Regions from separate parts of the Sus scrofa genome. Here region 1 is linked to region 2. The links are chromatin contacts, called in public HiChIP or PLAC-seq maps. All regions are on one chromosome and are shown on one strand. Each heading gives the region's core, a stretch centred on a gene start, on an enhancer-like site or on the middle of the called end of the contact. The rest is flanking DNA. Distances are from core to core; before and after follow the strand shown. Region 1 overlaps CCDC146 (coiled-coil domain-containing protein 146). Region 2 overlaps PTPN12 (tyrosine-protein phosphatase non-receptor type 12).

Evidence for each region. HiChIP or PLAC-seq counts read pairs in DNA pulled down with a chosen protein or histone mark.
Region 1: an H3K27ac HiChIP or PLAC-seq map of alveolar macrophages shows a contact between it and region 2. The contact joins two enhancer-like sites. A contact is called at or near these places in 3 of 47 Hi-C or Micro-C datasets (embryonic fibroblasts, heart right ventricle and subcutaneous adipose tissue) and 1 of 2 datasets of contacts at active chromatin or transcription factors (alveolar macrophages).

What each region holds. Positions count from the first base shown.
Region 1 is chr9:102,906,148-102,911,335 of Sscrofa11.1, forward strand. All of the region lies in intron 1 of CCDC146 (coiled-coil domain-containing protein 146), which reads right to left. Among named protein-coding and RNA genes, the nearest start is that of CCDC146, 11 kb to the right of the region's middle. Within about 2 kb of position 1,389, at least 4 of the 83 cell types and tissues checked have an H3K27ac peak or open chromatin away from gene starts, as enhancers often do. A contact at or near this core is called in alveolar macrophages, where this site is marked.
Region 2 is chr9:102,525,050-102,530,293 of Sscrofa11.1, forward strand. PTPN12 (tyrosine-protein phosphatase non-receptor type 12) reads right to left here. Exons shown (of 16, transcript XM_021102557.1): 2 at 1,805-1,913. The region is part of intron 3 of LOC102167692 (a long non-coding RNA gene); the gene reads left to right. Among named protein-coding and RNA genes, the nearest start is that of PTPN12, 36 kb to the right of the region's middle. Within about 2 kb of position 2,567, at least 5 of the 83 cell types and tissues checked have an H3K27ac peak or open chromatin away from gene starts, as enhancers often do. A contact at or near this core is called in alveolar macrophages, where this site is marked.

The DNA.
Region 1 (5,188 bases), core at 139-2,638, 380 kb after region 2:
TTATTAGGCAGCCCATGGGCTACTGAACAATGGGCTATAGAATTTGTTGTTATAGTTACGAACCAAAGGAACGCCTTCACATACACAAAGTATGACAAGAAATGCTGAGCTTAGGTCTGTAATAATTTACAGTCATTCTGCAAGTCCAATCAGGCTTCAAAAATTCAGAGTGCCTGAGAGGTCCTCTTGGTTTCCCTAGCAGTTTCTAAATAATTTTATAGCAAGCAGAGACTGAGTTCCAAAGCCAGTGGGAGGTGTGGAATGCCCAAGTGTCTCTGAAGCTGACAGTCTTCCAGAAGGTCCATTAAACAGAGATTCTCCATGTTTGCTTGGAATCTAGAATCCTGACATTACAGGCCATTCCTCATTCTTGCTACAAAAATGTGCATGTTTTTTCAAATTCCATTATCTTTGCTGGAATTTTTTAAAAACGATAACAGAAAGCACATTCATAACATTACGACACTAGTCTATCCTATTTAATTAAGTCATTGCCTTGCAAACCTCCTCTTTCATTTATACCTTTTCTCTTCCCCATACCATAGTCAATAGGAACTGTGGGTCTACACAGGTCTGTTTTCTTAGCAAAGATCTTCATGAAATATGGCCTATCACTGCCTCCCATCTGCAACATCCCAGGATTTTCCCTTCTTCCTTCTCTTTCTCCCCCTCCTCCTGTTATTTCATCTAAGACTGGGATGAGTGGCTTTAACTTTGTCTACCAGGATGACAGCATGCATTAATGGAAACGACTAACTTGGAAATTCCTCAGATTAGGCTTGAATCACATCCCTCCTCTTCCTATGTAAACTTGGGCAAGATGTTCAGCCTCTAAGTTAAGTTTCCTTAACTTCGAGATGATTTAAGAGTTGTTATGAAGATTAAATGGTACAACACATGTGAAGTCTTGACCCAGACCAGCATGGAGTTCTCAGTAAATGGTAGCTTTCTCACCTCACTGCCTGGTTCTTTTACTTTTGTGAATAATATACCTTAAATTATTTTTATAGGGAACAAATAAACAGAGGTTAGCTTGAGGCTGGACAAATTATTTCAGGAATCTATTGTCTAGAAAAAGTGATCTGGGTCCTCTTTAGCATGATTTTGTGCCAAAGCTCTCCTTAGGATTTTGTGTGAGGGTCCTGGTTGACCTCATCTTCAAATCCCACTGTGAGATGGTTAAGTCTAGGATAAGAAAGACTATATAGGATACTGGGTATTGGAGAGGGAGAGAGGGAACAACTAAAATTTTTATAAGTCCTGAAAAGAATACGTATCAACTCTGAGTCAGGGAAGAACCAGCTTTAGACAATAAGTAAAGCAGGCAAATTTCCTTCTCCCTTGTCTAGAAATTTCACGGCCTCGTATGATTGCATGAGTATTTCCTGTTCTCAGGCTTCCTCTGGCCCTAGGCATAGCCCTACTTTTGTCTTCCTCTCCCCTGGCAGGGTCTCTTACTCAATTTCTTTCCTTCCTCTAAAAGCAAAGGTTCTTTATATTACTTATAGGGTTAGACAAATATTTAGCAAGCCAGCTGTCCTTCTTTACATTGGAAGAGGAAATTTAAAATAAAAATAAACAAAAACCCCTCTTTCTTAGATGGGGAACTAGGAGAGGTGGTGAGGAAACAAGTTGCCATGGGCCCCTGAGGCAGCCTGTCCACCCAGGACCAGGCTCAGGAAATGCAACAGTGCAACTTGGACATTCAAGGACCTCAAAGGGAAAATGTTCCTCCTTCTCTACGTGGGATCTGGGAGAAGTAGCAAGGTTCCAGGGCCATCATAAACTCTGCGCTTTCATATGATAAAACAGAGAAAACGAGGCAGAAAAGGCCCAAGAGAGGCCACAGAATGGAGTAGAAGAGGTGTTGAGGATGACTGGAGTGCTGTGCCTCAAGAGCCCTTGGTGTTATGATGAAAAGACATGGCTTCAGAAAGCTTTGTGGACCATACCATTGAGAACCAAATGGGGATGCAGAATTCTCAGATGATGCAGGCATGGAGCCCATATCTTAGACCCAGGCAGATGTTTATCTCAGGAAGAGTCAGTGTGGTCAGACATCCACCATGGACAGACAGCCATTCTGAAGCCATGATGCTATCTTGTAACCCTGAACTTGAGTCTCATGCCCAGGAGAGGAAAAGAGAAACATAATTTTTATTTAAAAAAAATTAGCTTTATTGAGGTATAATTTATGTTCAATAAAACTCACAATTTTAGGAGTACAATTTGATGAGTTTTTACAAACATTGACAGAAGTGTAATCACTGGCAGATTCTCACAGCTCTGAAAAGTTCCTTTGTGCCCTTTATAGTCAGTGCCCCTTCTGTCCCCATTTCCTCCATCCCAGCCACCGCTTTGCTTTTTCTAGAATTTCATTAACTAGAATTATGTATGTTTCTGGCTTCTATCACTTACCATAAGGTTTCTGAGGTTCATCTACATTGCTGTGGATATCAGTATTTCATTTCTTTTATTGCTGAGTGCTATTCCATTACACAAAGATACCACCATTTATTTGCCATTCTCCAGTTGAGAGATATTTAATTTCTTATTTTGGGGCTATAATGAATAAAATTGCTGTGAACATTTGAATATAAGACTTCATAGGAATAAATATTTTCATTTCTCTTGGATAAATACTGTGGAATTGCAGGGTCATATGGTAAATTATGTTTAATTCTATAAGCAACTTAAATTGTCTTCCAAAGTGGCTGTACCATTTTATATTCCAGTCAGCAAGGTATAAGAGTTCCCACTGCTCCACGTCCTTGTTAACATTTGATATTGTCAGTATTTTTAGTTTTAGCCATTTTGATGGGTTTGTAGTGGTATCTAATTTTAATTTTTGTGGTTTTAATTTGCATTTCCATAATGACTTATTTTGTTAGGTATTTTTTTATAAGCTTATTTGCCATTTACATATCTTCTTAGTTTAAGAGTATATTCTTTTTTGTGCTCATCAAAAAATCAGGTTTTCTTATCACTGTTGTAAGAGTACTTTGTGTGTTACAGCTACAAGTCCTTTATCAATATATTTCATATATATTTTCCCTCGATCTCTCTTCATTCTGAAGAGAAAAACTTCTGAATTTTGAGGAAATTCAATTTATCATTTTTTATGGTTTATGCTTTTTGTATCTTAAGAAAACTTTGCCAAAATCAAGCTTAAAATATTCCCCTCTATGTTTTCTTTCAGAATGTTTATAATTTTAGCTCTTCTATTTGAATTTTTTATCTATTTTAAATTTTGTTGTATGATTTGAAGTAATAAGTGTTGGGTTTTTTTGGGGGGAAATGGAGAGAATTTGTTGGAAAGAGCATCCTCTTCCCATTTTAGTATTATAATTATAGTAGCACTTTTTTCAAAAATTAACTAGCCAAATATGTATAGGTCTATTTTTATATTCTCTATTCTGCCCCATTGATTTAAGTGTCTGTTCTTATAGCCATACAATATTGTATTGACTATTGTACTTTATGGTAAGTCTTAAAATGAAGTAGTGTAAGTCCTCAAACTTAGATCTTTTTAAAAAATTATGGCTATGCTAGGTACTTTACATTTCCATATACGTTTTAGAAGGAGCTTGTCAATTTCTATTTTTTAAAAACCCTGCTAGAATTTTGACTGGGCAATGGATTGATACATCAATGTGGAGTGATATGCAAAGTTAACATTGAGTTCTTATTTTCCTTGAATATGGTATTTCTCTCCACCTAGTTAGAAAGTCTTCAATTTCTCTCAGCAATGTCTTAACGGATTTCAGAAAATCAGTCTTGCTTATATTTCATTAAATTTATCCCTAAATAGTTCACATGTTGTATGTTATTGTGTGTAAATGGTACTGTTTAAAAATTTCAAATTCCAAATGCCATTTTAGTCCTTAGAAATAGAATCGATTTTTGTTATTGACCTTGTACCTTGCAACCTTGTCAACTTTTTAATTAATTCAGTTAGCTTTTTATAATATTCCTTAGAATTTTCTACTTAGATGATCATGGTATCTGCAAATGAAGACAACTCTACTTCTTTCTGTCCAGTGTAGATTCTTTTTATTTCCTTAGCATTGGATAGGACCTCCAGAACAATAAATTGGTGAGAGGGAACAACTTTGCCCTGTTTCAGATCCTAAGGGGAAAAAGCATTCAGTCTTCTATGGTTAAGTATGGCATCAAATGTTAAGTTTTTCATAGGTAGAGGAAATTCTGTCTCTTCCAAGTTTGTGGAGTTTTTAAAATCAGGAATGGGTATTAAATTTTGCCAAATTTTTGGATTTTTTTAATCCAGTAAAATGATCATATTTTCCAAGTGATAGGAACAACTTTAATATCTTCATGTAAAAAAAATGTACCTCAACTGACACCCTGCATAATTTATAAAAACTGACTTGAAAAAGGGCATAGGCCTAAATATAAAACCTAAAAGTAAAAAACTTCTAGAAGAAAATCTTTGCAAACTTACTTTGGGAAAAAATATATATATATTTTTAAGATAGGACACAAAACCACAAATCATAAAAGAAAAAAACTGGAATTTTTTTTTGGTCTTTTTAGGACTGTACCCATGGCATATGGAAATTCCCAGGCTAGGGGTCGAATCAGAGCTGTAGCTGCTGACCTACACCACAGCCACAGCAATGCCAGATCCAAGTGTCTGTGACCTACACCACAGCTCACAGCAATGGTGATGCCAGATTCTCAACCCACTAAGCGAGGCCAGGGATCAAACCTGTGTCCTCATGGATACCAGTCAGGTTCATTACCACTGAGCCATGACAGGAGCTCCTGGACTTTTCCGAATTAAAAAAAAAAAATGTGCTCTTCAGAGGAAAGTATATTAGGAAAATATATGCAAGAGACATAGGTAGGAAGAAAATGTGTGCAAATAATTTATCTGACAAAACATGTATCAAGAATATATAAAGAAATCTCAAAACCTAATAGGAAATCAAACAACCAGGAGTTCCTTTGCGATGCAGTGGGTTAAAGATTGGGTGTTGTCATTGCAGTGGCTTGGGTTACTGCTGTGGTAAGAGTTTGATCCGTAGCTTGGCAGTTTCCATATGCTGCGGGCATGGCCAAAAAGAAAAATAAAAAATAAAGAACTAAAGAAATTAAAAAGACCAATTAAAAAATGGGCAAAATATTTGAACAGATATTTCACCCAAGAAGACATACAAATATCAAA
Region 2 (5,244 bases), core at 1,317-3,816:
TATAAAATAATTTACTTTGAAAAACAATGAAAATTGACTCTAGTTACCAGCAGGGCAATTTGTAACATAGTGACAGTAACTAAGTCTGATTGTGAAGCTGTGTTTTAAAGTTAGAATCAGGATAATCTCAGGTGCTCTTTTAAAATACAAATTCCTGGAGTTCTCTTGTGGTGCAGTGGGTTAAGGATCTGGCACTGTCACTGCAGCAGCTTGGGTCACTCCGTGGCACAGGTGTGATTGGTGACCTGGGAACTTTCATACTGTTCTCCACAGTGGCTGCACCAATTTACATTCCCATCAGCAGTGTACAAGGGTTCCCTTTTCTTACAATGGGTAAATTTTATGCTATATAAATTATAAAATTGTTTTTAAAATACTGTACCTGCAAGCACTGGACATGGTAAATACACAAAGGAAACTGACAACTTACATTATTCTTATGACAGTAAGAAGACATATATCCCTAAACACCATACTTTCAATATAATTTTCCAAATTAAAATGACTAGAAATTTATTGGTAACTGACTTATCAAAGCTGAAATAACTTAAAGGGCAAAGGCACTGCTACTCGGCCTATAGCCCAGTGATAAGGAGCTTAAGCTCTAGAGCAAGGGCTCTCAAACTCAGCCCTTTTCAAATTTTGGCCTTCGATAATTCTTTGTTGTGGGGAGGCTGTAGCCTCTGTATTGTTTAGTGTAGCAGATACTTATCTTCTACCCACTAGATGCCAGTAGCAGCCTGCTCATTCCACATCCTAGTTAGGACAACCAAACCATCTCCAGACAATGGTAAATATCCCTGCAGGAGCAAAAGCACCCCAGATGAGAACAAATGCTCTGGATACAAACTGCCTGGGTTTAAGTTCTCATCTGCCCTACTAGTTGCATGACAAGCTATTTAATTTTTGCTTTTTAAAATAGGGACACTTAGGAGTTCCCACTGTGACACAAGGTGATTAGCAGCATCTCTGTAGCAACAGGACACAGGTTTGATCCCTGGCCGGGCACAGTGGGTTAAAGGATCTCATGTTGCCGCAGCTATGGTGTAGGTTGCAACTCTGGCCTGGATCTGATCCCTGGCATAGGAACTCCATAAGCCACAGGGAGACCCAAAAAAGAGAAAAAAATAAACCAAAAAACCCAAACAAATACAATGGGAACACTTAAATATGTATGCTTTTAAAGGCACTTTAAAGGCATTTTACTGGAAAACTATACTATTTAAGAATTTATTATTATTATTATTATTATTATTATTATTATTATTAGAATATAATGCTATCAGTCTTATGCATCACTTCAGAGATACATTTTTAGACCACTAAGAACAGTAGACACACAGGCATGAATCATGGCTCATTTTTAATACATAATTAATCAATTAAGGTTCTTACTGTGAACACACAATAGATAAGAGTTAATATTTTTAGCATTTCATAAAATTCATTCAATTATACTTATTGAATCATCGGTCTATATTATTTCATTTTAACAAAATAACTTCTTTGAACAGAGAGTCCACAAAAGGTATTTTTACTTGGATTTTGAAGTATTTAAAAATAAGTACCAGAGTAACTATGATACTTAAATAATAATAATGATAAGGCAAGTACAACAACAAAAACTACTGCCAGTAGGAAAGGCAAGCACGATCACAAATTATTTTTTTATAGTGTACCTTGAAAGAGAGGTTAATTACTACCTTCCTAACAACCAAATTCATTTGGAAAATAAAGGTAGTTTAGGCTACGAAACTGTTAATTAGCATTTCCATTTGTTCCGTTAGTGGCATTTCAAACTTACATGGCAGTATGTCCTTATATCTGTTTTTTTTAACGTTTTCTTCTTTTTCTCCAGTGGCTGTGGGATATATCTTTTCTGTTCTATATTTAGTTGACAATCTTCTTAATCGCTTACAATCGAAAAAAAAAGAAAAAAAAAAGAAAATTCAAGTTTAGAAAAATACTATTACTTCAAAATTTTAATGAAAATTTATTTATTTATTTATTTATTTTTTAATGAAAATTTAAATGATAGACAGCTCTTCACTGAATTTTACTAACCCCAATTCCTCACAGCCCATTCTCCTCACAACTCATTTTCCTGTTTTTCTACATTGACAATATCTTCCTACCCCTCAATATTAACCCTAATAATTTCTTTTTCAGTACAAGTATAAATATAAGATTAACATTCCAAGTAGTAGTAAAAGAAATGGGACCCCAGAATAAAAGTAATTTGATTTAAAGAAGTCATTAATAAGCTGAGTCAGAATATTTAACTTAGGGTCCCAAAACTCAAATTTAAAAATCATGCCTAAAAGATTATGTACACATTTCTTTATTCCTTCTCTCAATAAACCTTAAACACCCATGATGTGCCAGTCTCCTTCCAAGGCATAAGCTAATAATTACTTATAAGACACTGCAAAATAAAGTTCTTTCATATTGAATTGGATTTACCCAACAAAGACCAATTCTGCTTATTCACTGCATTACAGAAGTGGTTTGTGAGTTAGTGACAAATTCTTACCACATATGGCAGTAGGGATGTTCTTAGGGCTGGAATATTTCTGCATGTCAGTAATACACTTCCTGCTTTCAGAAGCACTGAAAGTCAGCATTGTGAATTGTTTAAATTCACTACTCAACTACACTGCTGAAATTTAATTTCAAAGGAGCCTGCTTTCATCTAGGCTTAAAGACATATTGAAGGCATATTCAACAAATTATTAAATATAAATGAAAAAGCAGTTTGGTAACATTTAACTTTTTCACCATGGTTTTATTCTTGCTCATTCTGATGCTGATAATTAACAACTAAAAATATTATGTCTCTATTTTTTAAAAAATCACAGATTTTATTTAACTTATGTAACTTTAATTCAAGATTCTTATTCTCATTATGACATACTTTAACATACTGCACTTGAAATAATCTTACTATTCTATTACCTATAGAATAGTAAGCATGTTGTTTTTCTCTGAAAAACTACTGAACTTTATCATCACAATCTCAGAGACCTAAATCAGCAATATATACTCCTGCACTGGCACAATGTCAAAGCAAAATTCACATTTATGATGCTATTTCCTGTGGTAATAAAAATTCTCAAAGTATGTAACTGTATTGGGGGGAAAATTATATCTGAAAAATAACTGGGAGTTGCCGTTGTGGCTCAGAGGTTAACGAATCCGACTAGGAACCATGAGGTTGTGGGTTCGATCCCTGGCCTTGCTCAGTGGGTTAAGGATACGGCATTGACATGAGCTGTGGGGTAGATCAAAGACGCGGCTCGGGTCCCAGGTTGCTGTGGCTGTGGTGTAGGTCGGTGGCTACAGCTTGATTAGACCCCTAGCTTGGGAACCTCCATATGCCGAGGGAGCGGCCCAAGAAATGGCAAGAAGACAAAAAAAAAAAAAAAAAAAAAAAAAAAAAAGGAAATTGGCTGTTGGTGAGGGTGTGGGAAAACCAGAACATTAATGCAATGCTGGTAGAACATGAGCACAACTCCTAAGGAGGGTAATTTGGCAATTATAAATACACATAACCCCTCATCCCAGGCTGCACTTCTACAAATACATTCTTTAGGTAAATGGCTCACACTCATAAAATGATATAAACAGAGTTATTTATCATGGAATTGTTTATAACAGCAAAAGACTGCAAACAATTATTATTGTTTTGGAAAAGACTATAGTAAAGGATTGGCTAAAATGATTTGTTTCATTTTATACAAATATGATACAGTTGAAAGAAATGAGGAAGGCTCTTGATATACAGTGATATGAAAAGATCTCGGTAAGTACACGTGTAAAAAAGCAGAAAACAATAGTGTATATAATACACTACTGTTGGTATCAAAAAGAAAAAGTTCCCGTCGTGGCGCAGTGGTTAACGAATCCGACTAGGAACCATGAGGTTGCGGGTTCGGTCCCTGCCCTTGCTCAGTGGGTTAACGATCCGGCATTGCCGTGAGCTGTCGGGTAGGTTGCAGACGCGGCTCGGATCCTGCGTTGCTGTGGCTCTGGCGTAGGCCGGTGGCTACAGCTCCGATTCGACCCCTAGCCTGGGAACCTCCATATGCCGTGGGAGCGGCCCAAAGAAATAGCAAAAAGACCAAAAAAAAAAAAAAAAAAAGAAAAAATGTGTTTGTACTTAGAAATTTTCATATCGCTAAGAGCCACTAATCTATGATGTAGTATAAATAAAACAACGGTGATCCATTAAACATAAACTGTTTTGTACATTTAAAAAAATTGACATCATAAAAATTCTACCCAAATGTAGAATTAAAAAGACATCCTCAAATAGGAACTGACTTTCTAACAAAAAAGGTCAGCTTTATAGTCTGCTGCTTGAATTAAAATTCTTGATCTGACACTCTCTTGCTTTATGATACTGAACATATTTAAACGGTGGCTCACTCTCTGAGACATGAGCATAATACCTAGTCTCAGCAAAGAGCCTGGCACAAAAAAATGGGCTCAAAGAATGTTAACTATTACCATTAAGTCAATTAATGAAACTTTTTAAATGTTATTTGCTACTAAAATTTCTTTCTTTTTTAGATCAGAGATCAAAAGGAGTCACATATTCTAGACCAATTTGTTTGCCTGAGAGTATTAAATATTATAAAGCATCCTTCATTCATACTGCCAAATTTGAGCATGCTTCATAAGCACCTAGAGGGCTTGTTAAAAGGAGGAATGCAGGGTCCTACCCTCAGAGTTTCTTCTGCTCAGTAGGTCTGGGGTACAGCCTGAGAATTTGTATTTTTAATATGGGATGCTGCTGCTGCTGCTGCTGGAGGCTGTGCTTTAAGAATCACTGGTTGTAAGGTATGTTCAAGAGACAGGAGTATTGTGATCAATTGCATGGAGGAATGGAAACAGATTTTCAAAAACTCTTAGGTTCCTCTGTATTTTATTTCAGTGGTAGCACTGAAAATTTTTGGAAAGTTGATGATTTTTCTTGGGAGGAGGAGGACGGATTAGGAATAAAGAAGGAAAATGTAATTATCAAGTAGCAAAAAAAGGGACAGGGAGGAGATCGTTGTTCAAAAGCAAGTGAAAGCAAAAAAATATGCACCGGCTATCACCAAAAAGTATTTAAATACAGGAATTTAAAGGTTTTGAGGTTAGATTCTAGATAAACGTGGGAGGTACAGCAAACCAAAACTTCCCCAAATTTCTTAAAACATCGGAGTACAATACTATATGGACTTGGTAGCCCTTGACATC